Linked DNA regions of Mus musculus: all the other regions are linked to region 2. Evidence: chromatin contacts called from public ChIA-PET, HiChIP or PLAC-seq and promoter capture Hi-C data. All regions are on one chromosome and are shown on one strand. Each heading gives the region's core, a stretch centred on a gene start, on an enhancer-like site or on the middle of the called end of the contact. The rest is flanking DNA. Distances are from core to core; before and after follow the strand shown. Region 1 holds the start of Flywch2 (FLYWCH family member 2). Region 2 holds the start of Atp6v0c (ATPase, H+ transporting, lysosomal V0 subunit C). Region 3 holds the start of Npw (neuropeptide W). Region 4 holds the start of Srrm2 (serine/arginine repetitive matrix 2). Region 5 holds the start of Prss32 (protease, serine 32).

Region 1 (2,700 bases), core at 21-2,520, 380 kb after region 2:
AGATCTGCATCATTGCGAGCGGCCATATAGGTGCAGGAAGAACAGCCAGTGCTCTCAACCAATGATCCATCTCTCCACGTGTGGTCATGGGTTTGTGTGTGGAGATCAGAAGACAACTTTGTGAAGTGATTTCTCTCCTTCTACCTTTATGTGGGTCCTAGGGATTAAATTTGGGTAGGCCTGGCTTGGTAGCAAGTGCTGTAAACTAAGGCTTCTGGTTGAACCAGCTATCTAAAGGGGAGCCACCTCATTGGACCCCTTGTTTTGTTCTTTTGAGACAGAGGCTTAACATCAGTGATTTATACGTGAAGATTATATATAATATACAATTATATTATACCATATATAATAATATATCTTATTAGAACATAATAATTTTAGAAACAACCAAGACTATGATTGATTGCAAATGACGTAATTCATGAAGACCTTTGCGTTACTAGAGAATGCCCAGGAAATGACGTTGACTCGAGAGAAAGGATGGGGCCATGGAGGAAAAGGAGCCAGGAAGAAGGGTGGGACCCAAGGACCTGCGGAGCCAGGGCCATGTGGGAGTAAAGGGGGAGAGCCTTTCTGCAGATGGGTGAGGGCCAGCAATCCCAGAATGATAGGATGCACGAGCACGCAAAATACAGAAAGCAGCGCCCTGAGCCATTCCGGTTTCCATCTCCACAGTAGAAGGTTGCGGGGATAAAGTCACTGAATTGTGCCAGGGCTATTTCAGCAGTCAGTGACTACAACAATGGGCGACGGCTGAACAAATGATAAATACTGGACCAATGGGCGAGGGCTGGGCTAATGACAAAGGATGCTGCGCAGTTAGGAATGTTAGCTTCAATGAAGAACACATTTCCCTTCCCTCGGAGGGACAGACAAAAACCTTTAAATAAGCATTCCAGTTTATGCTTTATTTAGTATTTATTTATATTTGTGTTTGGATGTTTTGCTTGGATGGACAGAGACCAGAAGAGGGCGTCTAATCCCCTGGAACTGGAGTTATGCTCCAGGAGGGAGTCAGAGTCAAATACGGGGGAAGTAAGTGGAAAGACGTCAGTAGACCATACCGGGGATCCTAAACCCAGGTAGCCCAATTCCTACTGGCTCCGCCCCCTTCCCGGGTAATGGACCCGCCCCTCACGCCTATTCATCGAGCGTTCAACTTGTCGCTGCGAAGGTAATATCCGGATAGACGGAATTCGACAAAGGAATGGGGGCCCCCTCATCCTGCGCATGCTCGCCCCGTGACCCTAGCTTGAGGTGACGGCGGGAGCCAAGGCGGGGGCCCAAAGCACTGAGGCTGAGGGACCCGCCACGGCTCCGTCGTCCGAGAGGCAGGGCCTGCTGCCGTCGGTGAGGACGGGCCCCCAGCGGGCGGGAGGGTCCTGGCTCCAGAAGCGACTCCTAGCCTAGAGGTCTGGGGATGCGGGACCGGTGTTCGGAAGGGTCCCTGGCTCTGGCCCCCCACCCCCAGATTCTGGCCGCTTTCTTGTCGGCCATCCGCGAGGCTCTTCCTTTCTCCATGCTTCCCTTTCATAAACCCACACTACCCCTGGACACCCCCAATCTGGGACACACAACCCCCAACGCGTCCCTACCCCAGCCCACTCTACCTGGTACATGTCCATCCTTCTGCAGTTTTGTTGCGTATGACCTGGGGGTGGGGGTGGGGTCCTTGTCCCAGTGGCAGAATTTGAGGGCTGGGACCCAGCTAGGGAGATGCTCAGGGGACTGAAACATTGGTTCGAGGGAAGCAGGGAGCTGGGGCAAGGGTGGTGGAAGATACCATTCTGAGTCATGGTGACTGGGGAAGGGAGGTACTCTTATGTGGGACCTCCACATTGGGGGACCTTTGCTGTGTTCTGCATATAATACAGTTCTTGACCTTTTGGGAGGGTGACTGCCATTTTCTTATGTCTCCCTGTGGGATGCCTCCCGCATACCCCAGTGTCATACCGTTCCTTGGAAAGTCCAATTACAGTTCTCCAGGACTGTGCAGGACAGTGACTATGGCAGCAGCAGGTGTTAGTAACGTGAGTTCAAAGACCTTACCCTTCTTCATCTGATGCTAGCATCTCCTATTACACAGATCAAACCAGCCCAAAAAGGGTAAGGGCATGTTTCATTCTCATCTTTGTGAAGGTAATTCTGTCCATCACCCCAAGATAACAACTGAAGTTCCAAGCCTGCAGAGCTTCCTCAGTAAGAGTTTGGACTTTTAACTGTTCTATGGCCATCAAAACAACAATCACCACCCATCTAGTGACACATTATTAAAATGACACATTATTGTCGTATATTTTAGAGGCTAGAAGTCAGATGTGGGTGTTATACAGCAGGCTGAATACAGCAGGGCTGTATTCATTCCTGAGGCTTTAGGAGAAAAACATTTTTTGTTTGTTTGTTTGTTTGTTTTTTTGAGACAGGGTTTCTCTGTGTAGCCCTGGCTGTCCTGGAATTCACTCTGTAGACCAGGCTGGCCTCAAACTCAGAAATCTACCTGCCTCTGCCTCCCAAGTGCTGGGATTAAAGGCATGCACCACCACTGCCCGGACAAGGAGAGAAACATTTAATTTGCCTCTTGCAGCTTCTAGAAACCTACCTCATTTGGCTGGCATGCCCTTGCTCGGTCTTCAAAGCCCCTCCTCAAATAATTAACCCTGCCTCTAACCTTATCTTTCCTGTTCTTTACATCCCATTTCC
Region 2 (2,700 bases), core at 190-2,689:
AGAGAGACAGGGTGAAGGCGTGGGGGCAAGAGTGAAGATTCCTCTTTTCAAAAGTCAGAATGGAGCAAGAGAGGGTGGAGGAAGGGCTAAAGCTGCTCTCAGTAACGTCCTCTCTGAAACAAGACAAAGGCTCTTCTACGGGCCAGTTTAAAGGGTGGTAGACTGGATTCAGCCAAGGTGGGAAGGGGACACAGGGAGTTTTCTGCTGTGAAATGTAGGACTGAGAAGGTAGCAGGATGGGAAGGTGTCTCTATTGCCTGCATGGAGAAGTTGAGGTATTAGCATTGAGACCACTTGGAGAACCCACTGGTCTTAGAATGTGACCTTGAGTTTCAAGGGAGGTCTAGGCTAGGTCGTGGCTGCTCAGGAGGGAAGGGTAAAGGAAACTAGGCAGCCTGAGTTGATAGGTAGAAGGAAGGCAGGCAGCTGGGGTGCGTAAGCTGCTACAAGGGTATCTGGAGGGCAGAGGTAGCCTTAGCCACTCCATTGCTGGGGAAACCAGTCCTCCATCAGTGGTCTAGAAAGGAGGCCTGGCACAGGTAGGCCTTGCATGGGTGCTAGAAGGGCAATCAGGTCTTTCTGAGACTTTCAGAAATCTGGGTTACCTTTCACAGGTGTCAATGCTGAAAGCCCATCAAGCAGGGTGCTTTTAACCCCCTGCACTCAAGAGGCAGACAAGACGGAACTGGTCTACATGGCAAATTCCAGCTTAACCAGAACTTCACAGTGAAACCCCGTTTCAAAAATAAAGTAGAAAAATAAATAGAAAAACAGCCATGCCTACGTCTTTGTGGGCAGACAGCTATACAAGAGGGGGTCAGGTGAGGGACCCACAACCACCACCGGAATTAAAGGGAATACGGTGGGCCTGAATCTGCAGGAGCCTAGGTATGGAAGAAGGTGACTACAGAACACCTAGGGCTGTTGCACTTTAAAGCCCGGAGAGGTGGGGCGTGGTATTCCTGGGGGTTGGCGGAGACAGCGAAGCCCAACACGAGGGATTTCTTCTGTTATAAGTTCTGTAGTGCTGCTAGATGTCACTACTTTAACCTGAGTCTTATGCAGCAGGAGTGCCTGAGGTCCGTGAGCAGTGAACACAGGGAAAACGAACACGGGTACTCGAACACCGGTGAGTTCTGCGCAGCCGCAGTGAAGGTGGGCTAGCGTTCGCTCCACCCTGTATGCTAATATGAGCGCTACGGCTCCGCCCCGGGGGACCGATGATCCCAAAACCCGTAGGGTTCGAGAAGACGACTGCGTGGAGCCGCGGGCCAGCGAAGACCCAGGCAAGGCTGAGCGTTGGGCCCCGGGCCCCGAGGACTGGTGCCAGGGCCCATAAATTGTCCAAGGGCTGCCGGCGAGCCTGGAGCCTCGCTCCCCCACCGGCGCAAAGTGGTACAGCCCGTGGGGGCGGGGACAGATCATGTGACGCGAGCGCGGCCGCCATCTTGCTTTGCGGTGCTGGTATTTAGAGCGCAGCGCCTGACTGGCGGGGTCGCCTTCCCATCCGCTGCCTCGACGATCTTCGCTTGCCTCCTCGCTCGCTGTCCCGTTGTCCTAGCTCGCCGCCGCCCGCTGAGCTTGTCTTTTCCCTGCTTGCAGACATGGCTGACATCAAGAACAACCCCGAATATTCTTCGTTTTTCGGTGTCATGGGCGCCTCGTCCGCCATGGTCTTCAGCGGTGAGCATCGCTGCAGGAGGAGCAGGGGATGCCGAAGCGATGCGGGACTCTAGACCGCTGCTCACTGGGGGTTGGGCGTGACGTCACTCTGACGTCATTCCCAGCTATGTGGGTGTCGGGCCTTACGGGCGCAGGTTTGGGGGGGTGGTGGGGACTGATGGATTTGTGGAGCACGGGGCTTGATCCGGCTGCGGGTCTTATCAGCCCGCCTCCTGTGCCTCGCTTCTGTGGGGGTGGGGCGGCAGTGTGGCTGCCATCTTAGTCCTGGGAAGTAGGAATGAGGGTGGGGTGGGGGGCGCGGGGGGCGGCGCGCGATGCTGTGCCCCCTCGCATTCTGCAGGCAGGTGTGACATCACATCTTGAAAGGCGCCAGTCCGTAGGCGGGGGCAGGCCCAGGACGGGAGTCCCTGGCCTCTTGGCTGGAGGGAGCCTGGGTCCCCGCTAAGGTTCACAAGCCCTGCTTTTATGGCGGCCCAGCTGCCCGGGGTCAGGTGGGTCTCTACCCTGGGTGAGGCAGGTGTTTCCGGTTGAGGCTTGTCTCGGTTTCCCAATAGTTCAGTCATCGGTGTGGGTTGGTTAGGAAAACTGGACTGAGGGGTTGGTCCTGGGAACCTGCAAGGACTCCGGTTAGAGCTTATGGAAGTGGGTTTGGCCTAGGTAGGAGCACTTTAGTGGATGGCTGCTGGGGATCTGGGCTTTGAGGTGGGTGGGAGGGCGGCATTAGAGTGCCTGCATTTACACGATTACATCTTTGATCTTCAGCCCTGGACCTAATGAATGGATGAGTGAATGAATGACCTTCCTCTTCTAGGGGGGTGAGGGGCTGGAACTGGGCGACGCTTCCGTGCCCAGAAAAGGAAAAGCCTAGCAAGGTTCTTGATGGCATCTTGCTTTTGAAGTTGGGCCTTGACAATTCTTCAGTGTCAAATTTTAGTGAAAATTGGCCTTCCTGGGAGAAAAGCTTTGGGCCAGACCCAAGAATGTGGGATTGAGGGAGGTAAGTCACAGCCCCTGGCC
Region 3 (2,700 bases), core at 190-2,689, 490 kb before region 2:
ACTGCTGGCCCATCTCCCCACTGATTTGGAGTGCGCAGCAGCTCCTGGGGACCTAAGTGGCCAGGCAGTGGGCGATGTCATGCTGAGCCTCCTGCCCACTCCTCTCTCCAGGCTGCTCTCTCCAAGACTAGGGCTCCCATAGGAACAGGCGGTTCCTTTGGTTTGAAGATCAAAATAAGGTGTTTCAAATTGGAAATGGTGGCCTGTATCTATAAACCTAGCCCTGGAGGTAGAAACAGGAGGGTCAGAAGTTCAAAGTTATTCTTAGCTGCATAGCATGCTCAAGGCCAGTCCGGGCTGTATGAGAACTTCTCAACTAGAGGCTTGAGGGATGTCTTAGTGGGTAAGTGCTAGAGGAGTGAGGTGACTAAAGCCATTTTAGTGGAGTCTTGAAGTTTATAGAAATTTGCTAGGAAAAGAGATAAGGGAGGAATATTCTTTTTTTGTTTGTTTGTTTGGTTGGTTTTTCGAGACAGGGTTTCTCTGTATAGCCCTGGCTGTCCTGGAACTCACTTTTTAGACCAGGCTGGCCTCGAACTCAGAAATCCACCTGCCTCTGCCTCCCAAGTGCTGGGATTAAAGTGCGCCACCATGCCCAACTGGAATATTCTTATATACAGGTGAACAAGTCACCTGCTGTGGGGCTAAGCCCTTCCCCTGATTGACTTTGGCTGGGGAGGAGGTCTTGTGCCAAGATATTGTTACAGAGGAGGCTCTGGAGTTTGGTAGGGCCCAGTCAAGCCTCCTGGGGCTGAGGGTTCCAGGAGGAACCTCTTAACATTCTAGCTCTCCAGAAACCACAGGGATGGCTTCATGTGGCCAAACTGTCCTGCCTGCTTGCTTTCCTGCCTTCCTAGCTCCCCGCACCCCCATCTCTTTGATTTCCTTCTTCTTCCTAGAGCTAGGGTCACATAATCAGGCTGTTTTGAACTCAAGATCCATGCTGGGATGATAGGAACGTGTTCCCATGCCTCAGCCCCAAGCTCAAGGTCTCCAAGTATTAAGCTACCTGTAGTGCAGACTGGGTTTGGGTGGGATCTCAGGAGCTGTACTAGGTAAGAAGAGGTACAGCCCTCAGGGAAGAGTGGCCCCACGCGCAAAACTGCCCTATGCTAGCCCACCAGAACTCTGCTGTCTCCTCTCCTTAAGTGCTCCAGTTGAAGCAACTCCTACCAAGGGGGCATCCTTTTGCCCCTGGCAGCCCATTCTTGTATTCTGAGACCGTGGTACCGGAACTCCCTCCTTGACAGTTCCCTTTCTGGGGGCGAGGAAAGAGTAAGCAAGGAGATCCCCCACTAGAGCTTCAAACACAGTCCAGCTTGCGAACTACTCATTGAGAGGCTTCTAGCTGCCTGGGTTCCCTCTTCACCTCCCTCTCCATCCTCCTCTCCCTTGGGTGAGTGCGACATGTGCGGCGGGGGCGATCCGGGGCGGGGCCACTGAAAGGCTGTAGTCGCACCAACTGACTGGTCTTCTCCATCCTCTGGAGCTCCGACGTTCTCGTTCTCGGAGACATAAACCCAGTTCTTGTCCTAACCCTCCAAGGGGCAATTGACGTGAGCGCGCTGGCGTCTAACAGAGAAGTGCGGGGCCCTGGGCCCGGGACTCCCAGGAACCGGCCCCTGCTGCCCCTGCTGCTGCTTCTGCTCTTGCTACCGCTGCCCGCCAGCGCCTGGTATAAGCACGTGGCGAGTCCCCGCTATCACACAGTGGGTCGTGCCTCCGGGCTGCTCATGGGGCTGCGCCGCTCGCCCTACCAGTGGCGCCGTGCCCTGGGCGGGGCTGCTGGACCCCTCTCCCGGCTCCCAGGACCGGTCGCCCGCGGCGCTCTCCTGCTTCCTTCCTCAGGGCAGGAGCTGTGGGAGGTACGAAGCAGGAGCTCACCTGCAGGGCTTCCCGTCCATGCACCCTGGAGTCCGCGGGACCTGGAGGGAGTCCGCCAACCGGAGCAGTCGCTAAGCCTTCACTCCTGGATCTCAGAGGAGCCCGCTGCTAGGTAAGTAGGAAAGAGAGGAGGTGGGCGTGGCATCTGGCAAGGGAATTTCCAGGGGTCTTAGACCACACAAGACCGCGAGCCTATGGGTACTGGTGGGTTTTTGTTGTTGTTGTTTTTGTTTTTTCCCTTTTTCTTGTAGCTCAGGCTGAACTCCTCCTGATCCTTCTCCCACATACCAAGTGATAGGATTACAAGTGTGCACCACCACACTCGGTTTACGTGGTACTAGAAATGGAACCCAGGACGTCACATATGCTAAGCAAGCACTCTGCCTACTGAGTTATACCCTGTTTTCCAGCCCCCCCCTTTTGATATTATGCTTCCCTATCTTCCTGGTTGCTGATTTTACATGTGTGGGCCACTACGCCCCCCCTACCCATTCTGTTTCCCATCACGTTAGGAGAATTTCCCAGAGTTCCTTCCATATCAACCTGAGGACAGAATGGAGAGCCTTGCCCCTGTCTCTAGAGTCCTGCTTTGTTCTTTCTAGAGCCTTCGGAGAGACGCTTCGTGCCCAGCCATGGTTCCTGCAGCAAGTCATCTTTGCCGATCCTGTCAGGCCCAAGAACCGATGGCGCCCCCATGCTTGACCTAGGCAGGAGCACAGCTTGAAGCTCCAGTCAGGCCTCGTGGTCTGGTCAATAAAACCAACCTGATTCCTGCGCCCCCGCGTGTGACCCTTTTTCTCATTGTGTACTTAGCAT
Region 4 (2,700 bases), core at 186-2,685, 370 kb after region 2:
AGCTACAGTATACATCCAGGCCTAGGCCCCACTCCCACGGAAAAAGGCAATAGTTTCCTTTTGAATCCACAATTAAGAGACATCTTAAAAGAACTGTAAGATGGAAACAGCAAGGAAGAACGTCATCACCAAGTAATGGCTGACTGAAGCCAGGCTATTAAGTCAAGAATTTTTTCCCCATCGAAAAGCTCTAAAAGGCTTAGCTTTAATATTTGAGGAGACCTTTTTAAAAACAGGGTAGGAGCCGGGTGTGGAGGCAGAGGCAGACGGATTTCTGAGTTCGAGGCCAGCCTGGTCTACAGAGTGAGTTCCAGGACAGCCAGAGAAACCCTGTCTCCGGGGAAAAAAAAAACAAAAAACAAAAACCAGGGTAGGAGCCAGACATGGTGTCTCATGCCTTTGATCCCACAGAGGCAGGCAGATTTCTTGAGTTCAATGCTAGCCTGATCTACACGGTTAGTGCCAGACCAACCAAGACTATTTAGAGGCCCTAGCTCATAAAACCAAACCGTAAAAAAGAAATAAAATAACAGGGTTGAAAGGAGCACATTGGTCTTCCTTATACACGCAGGCTGAATACTTTCGCGGTTTTATTATCCTCACTTTTTAAGACTTGGGGATCCCCCACCCCCACGCACACACTCACAGCCTCTGATACTAACGAGGACGAACGGTTTAAATCCTGGCCTCCGAAAGTTCAAGGCCTCCTCCCGCCGCCCACTGGGCAGCCCAGCTTATTTTCGGCCTCGAGGAGGGGGGAGGGGGCCACGCGGCGCCCCGCGGTCTGGGCGGCTCTGGCCGTTTCTCAGGCCCCTAGCAGGGCCCGTGGACCCACGCCGGAGCCGATCGAGGAGAGGTACCAGCAGGTCCGAAGCTCGGGCGGGGGACAAGTACCTCCGCTGCCGCCCTCTCCCCGCCCCCTAAAAGACCGAAGAGGACGACCGCGGAACGACGGCCTCCTCAGCCCCAGGTAGAGCAAAGGAGAGAAGCAGAGCCTCGCGCAATGCTGTCTCACCGGGGGCGCGCGGACGAGACCAGGCGGCCGCGCGCGCCGCGGCCGTGTGGGGGAGGGGCGGAGGAGTTGAAGGCCGCGCGTCCCAGGAACCGCGGGAGGGGGAGGGGAGGAAGGGAAGGCGACCGCGCCGGCCGAGGCGACGAGCACGCGTGCGCGCGGCGGCCTGGGCCGTTCTCCCCGCGCTCTAGCCTCCGGCCCAGCCCGCCGCCCCTCCCCCACCCGGCTAGCGCGCTCCCTTTCTCTCACCCGCCGCCGCCGCCTCCGGCCGCCGACTGTCAAACAGGGAGGTCCCGCCGCAGCTGCTGCTTAAGTTTTCGTATCCCTCGGAGCCTGAAGCCGCCGCCTCGTCGGTCCGCCCGCCTCAGCCGCCGCCGCCGCCGCCTCCTCGCTTCCTCAGGGGCCGCAGCGGGCTTCGACTGCGCCACTCGCACCCCGCCTGGGCAGCGTTGCGCGTCAGCACGACCTAGTGCGTCAGCACGCAATCATGAGAGCCGCTGGGCCCTCTGGGAACCGTAGTGCGTCGTGCGCAGGCGTTGAAGCCACAAGGAGGACCTTAGGCGAAGGGACGTGCTACTGAAAAGTCGAAAAACCCCGAGTCCCGTCGGGCACTGCGGGGAAAGGCGTGGCTCCGTACCGAAGCTGCAAGGTCGGCTGAAAAAAAACTTCTGTAGGAGGGGGGAGGGGCGCGGGGGCCGCAACCCACAACACCCGGGAGTAGCTCAGACGCACGCCTTCCGCGCACAGAGTTCTGGGAGCTGTAGTTCGGTTTTAGAGAGAAAACGCGTAAGACTCCTCCGCTAGGCAGGGTCGCCATTTTATGTGACCGTGTTGGGTGGCAGTGGCTCAGCAGCTTTACCTAGTCACTGTGACCATGGTTTTCTTTAATGTGTACGAGGCCCCACAGCACCGAGTCTTCTTCGCAGGAAGAGGTGCTTCAGAGTCAAGCCACCTGACAGCTCTGGAGCCACTTGAACCCGGCTTCTGGCCCAGTATCCGGTGCTTTCCACAGTTTCCACCTCTGTAGTCCTATCTGAAGTGGGGCTTGCAGACCACTAAAAAATACTTTCTCTTACCTTTGGGCAAAGAGACTAAGTGATTACTTTTCGCCTATAGAGACTATGCCATGTAAGTGGAGGAATGTGAGAATGCAGTTCCATTTCCTGGCCCTATAGCACGGTTCCGGGAGTTTGTCCCAGTGCCTCTCACTCGGTAGCAAGGGCCCCACCACTGAGGCACTGAAAGATCCTGGCAGAATGTAAAAGGACACAGAAGCCCTGAAATTGGCAAGATAGACGTCAGTGTTAGCAGAACTAGCTTCACTGATTTAGAAAAATAGAGGTGCACAATGCTCTGGCCACTCCTTGAACCTGTGTGTCTGCCAATGTTCTGACCAGGTGTGTGCTCATTGCTGCACCTTCATTAGACTCTCCTTGTACCCCTCCATACCCATTTCTTGAGAATAGACATTGTTTAGATCTGGAAATCCCCTAATCTCCCCCTTCTCCTTTCCCCCCTGAGGGCCTATAAAAACTGGAAACTCTTTCCCCTCGAGGACGACTCCTCTACCCCTGCGTGGGATATGAGTTGTCCCCAGAGCTCTGGCTTTCCCCAAATAAAGCCTCATGTGGTTTGCAACAAGCTCGGTCTGTCATGAGTTCTTGGGTGTCCGATATTGTCCTGAGGCC
Region 5 (2,700 bases), core at 140-2,639, 320 kb after region 2:
GTGTCCTCTGACTGTCACACATGCACTGTGGCATGTCTGTGCCCACATTCAAACACTCATGGCCACATACTTCACATATGCTCACATACATACACAAAGACCTTGGGTTCTCAAGGGCTGATTTAGTAACTGTCCCCCCCCCACCGTGTGTGTCTGCATGTCAGTATGTCAGTGGGTACACAGGTTCCTAGGCGTGTACAGAAAGCATAGGGTAACATCAGATACCCTGCTCTATTACTCTTAGCCTTGAGACGGGGTTTTCCACATAACCTAGAACTGTACTGGAAGTCAGCAGTCCCCAGAGAGCCTCGTGCTCCCACATACACCCCAGGCATAAGCCACACTTGGCTGTTTGCACTAACTTGGGCAGGGGATTCAAACTCAAGTCACCTTGCTTGTGCAGCAAACCCTCTTACCCTCTGAGCCATCCCTTCTATACAAGAGTTGATTTTGAGGAATAACAAGACAGGTAACTGAGATATAAAATGGCATGACCCTGCCTCATCTCCTGCCATAGTAGGCAGGAGCTATGGTTCAAATGGAGAAATGAAGTCATCTGAAAGGAATGTAGGGAAATCCAACAGGCCCCAGCCCACGTGACCCATAGGGAGACACTCACTGGTTGAAGCAATGGGCAGCAGTCAACACCCAGTCCTCAGCAATCAGAGATCCCCCACACACGTGCGCCCCATTCTCCCGCACGCTGACCTGCCAAGGCCACCGGCCCAGCTGGGCATCTTGTCCTGACACGATGCGGCCTGATGTCCTGGGACGTCCACACACTGCAAGGAATCAGTAGGATTGGGTGATACATGGCTATTCTGCCCTTCTCTATACCCTCAAACCTGGCTCGTTTGTCACAGCCCCTGGGAGCTTGACCAGTGTGGGCCAGAGGATGTCTCAGGTACCTGGTGCCTAATAGCACCTGCCTAGTATAAGGCCAGAAGGAGCCAGGATCAAACAGCTCTCTGGGTCTGCCTCCAAACCTATAATTCTGCTGCCTCCTTCCTGTAATCCCAGCACCTGAAGACTGAATCAGGAGGATCAGGAGTTCAAGGTCAGCTTCAACTATGCAGTAAAATGGAGGCCAGCCTGAGCTACAATGAGACCAGGAATCAAAACTAAAAGAAACAGAATAAAACTAAAAACAAAACAAACAAAAAAGCCACCCAAACAACAAAACCTGCATTCTACGTATCTTCCCGAAGCTCCCGTTCCCCATACACCACCTCACCTGAGTCCAAGTCAATGCTCCTCCTGCCTGTCGTGGTAGACGGGCTGTCAGAGTCGGTTGGGAGGACCTCACTCCCCAGAAGAACTCCAGGAAAGAAGGTAAATAGGATGGCAGGCAGAGCCAGCTCCATGGTACACCTGCTGGGGCCAAATACTCCAGGAAGAGGAAGAGGGACTGCAGCTCTGGTGTGGTTTCAGGACTTGCCCTGGGGTGGGGCTCAGCCTCCACACCTGCCCTGCAGCCTTGGGAGAGGCCTCACATGTCCACTGTCCCTGGGCACAGAGACCCTGACTTCCCTACATGCTTCATGCTCTGGGGTCCTCTGGTCCTCCCCTTCCTGATCCAGGAACCGCAGCATCCACGGCCCTCAACTTTCATTGATGCAGAATCATTGTATAGTATGCCTGGCACCCTCGGGAGCCTTCGTGTCCATCGCTGTCCACCAGAGGGCAGCCATGGGCCTAGCTCTAGGCAGAAGGGCATGCCAGCATTGGGCTGGAGGATGAGGCATGTGGACATCCTTTCAGACTCCTGTGGTATTTGTCTTCTCTAGAAACTTCTCTTCTGTTGGCTGCCCTTCACTCAGTCTCTAGGCAACTCCTTTCAAAAAGGATTGTTCCCAGAAAGGCTCACTGGCCTTCAAACACCCAGATGCCCCCACTGAAATGGAAACTGTACACAGTAATTACTTCGCCAGCTGCAGTGTCGCTTTATGCTTCAGTCCCAGACCCCATCTTATCCAATATTAAAGTCTCCACATCCATCTCCATCCTGTGTGCAATGTGTTCACCAATATATTTATAATTTAAAATAAAGAAAACAAGGGCTTAGGCTATAGGTCAGTTGCTAGAGTACCTGCCTGCATGCACAAAGCTCCGCGCTTGATCCCCAGTACCTGCATAAACCAGATGAGCTGGTGTAGCACACACCTGCAGTTCCAGGGCTCAGGAGGTAGAGACAATTGAGTCGAAAGTTCAGAGCTAGGCTACAATACTGAGTTTGAGTTTATGGTGGTTTGAATGAGAATGCCCCCCTCACCTCCCTTAGGCTCATATATTTGAATGCTTGGTCTCCAGTTGGTAGAACTATTTGAGAAGAACTAGGAGGTGTGGCCTTGTTAGAAGAGGTGTGCCACATCCCATGGGGTGGGTGCTGAAGTTGCTTTTTTTTTTAATTGTATATTTTCTTTATTTTTTCTATTTATTTATTTATTTATTTATTTATTTATTCATTTATTTATTTATTTATTTATTTAGATTTTTCGAGACAGGGTTTCTCTGTGTAGCCCTGGCTGTCCTGGAACTCGCTTTGTAGACCAGGCTGGCCTCGAGTGCTGAGATTAAAGGTGTGCGCCACCACGCCCAGCAGGATATTTTCTTTATTTATATTTCAAATGTTATCCCCTTTCCCGGTTCCCCCTACCCAAAACTCCCTATCCCATTCTCCCTTCCCCTGCTTCTATGAGA

The links. Promoter capture Hi-C pulls out the DNA fragments that hold promoters and counts their contacts. ChIA-PET counts read pairs in DNA pulled down with a chosen protein or histone mark. HiChIP or PLAC-seq counts read pairs in DNA pulled down with a chosen protein or histone mark.
Region 1: an H3K27ac HiChIP or PLAC-seq map of microglia shows a contact between it and region 2, with 5 times the contacts expected there. The contact joins the promoter of Flywch2 here to the promoter of Atp6v0c in region 2. A contact is called at or near these places in 2 of 115 datasets of contacts at active chromatin or transcription factors (memory CD8 T cells and microglia) and 1 of 9 other capture datasets (liver).
Region 3: an H3K4me3 HiChIP or PLAC-seq map of pro-B cells shows a contact between it and region 2, with 2.5 times the contacts expected there. The contact joins the promoter of Npw here to the promoter of Atp6v0c in region 2. A contact is called at or near these places in 7 of 115 datasets of contacts at active chromatin or transcription factors (bone marrow-derived dendritic cells, bone marrow-derived macrophages, effector CD8 T cells and 4 more).
Region 4: an RNA polymerase II ChIA-PET map of memory CD8 T cells shows a contact between it and region 2, with 120 read pairs. The contact joins the promoter of Srrm2 here to the promoter of Atp6v0c in region 2. A contact is called at or near these places in 2 of 39 promoter capture datasets (the HPC-7 cell line and frontonasal cranial neural crest), 3 of 484 Hi-C or Micro-C datasets (embryonic stem cells, regulatory T cells and uterus), 3 of 115 datasets of contacts at active chromatin or transcription factors (effector CD8 T cells, memory CD8 T cells and microglia) and 1 of 9 other capture datasets (pancreatic islet).
Region 5: a contact with region 2 is called in a promoter capture Hi-C map of hippocampal neurons, with 2.8 times the contacts expected there. The contact joins the promoter of Prss32 here to the promoter of Atp6v0c in region 2. A contact is called at or near these places in 4 of 39 promoter capture datasets (the 3T3-L1 cell line, the C10 cell line and hippocampal neurons), 1 of 484 Hi-C or Micro-C datasets (CD4 T cells) and 1 of 115 datasets of contacts at active chromatin or transcription factors (pancreatic cancer cells).

Annotation. Positions count from the first base shown.
Region 1 is chr17:23,784,651-23,787,350 of GRCm38.p6, reverse strand. It overlaps Flywch2 (FLYWCH family member 2), which reads left to right and starts at 1,270. Exons shown (of 3, transcript NM_029798.4): 1 at 1,270-1,350.
Region 2 is chr17:24,168,189-24,170,888 of GRCm38.p6, reverse strand. Atp6v0c (ATPase, H+ transporting, lysosomal V0 subunit C) reads left to right here and starts at 1,439. Exons shown (of 3, transcript NM_009729.4): 1 at 1,439-1,683. The coding sequence starts at 1,605.
Region 3 is chr17:24,657,291-24,659,990 of GRCm38.p6, reverse strand. Npw (neuropeptide W) reads left to right here and starts at 1,439. Exons shown (of 2, transcript NM_001099664.2): 1 at 1,439-1,996; 2 at 2,487-2,662. The coding sequence starts at 1,566. The coding sequence ends at 2,586.
Region 4 is chr17:23,801,960-23,804,659 of GRCm38.p6, reverse strand. Srrm2 (serine/arginine repetitive matrix 2) reads right to left here and starts at 1,435. Exons shown (of 15, transcript NM_001368687.1): 1 at 1,262-1,435. It overlaps Gm52285 (a long non-coding RNA gene), which reads left to right and starts at 888. Exons shown (of 2, transcript XR_003952234.1): 1 at 888-970.
Region 5 is chr17:23,852,461-23,855,160 of GRCm38.p6, reverse strand. It overlaps Prss32 (protease, serine 32), which reads right to left and starts at 1,389. Exons shown (of 5, transcript NM_027220.2): 1 at 1,235-1,389; 2 at 620-782. The coding sequence starts at 1,364.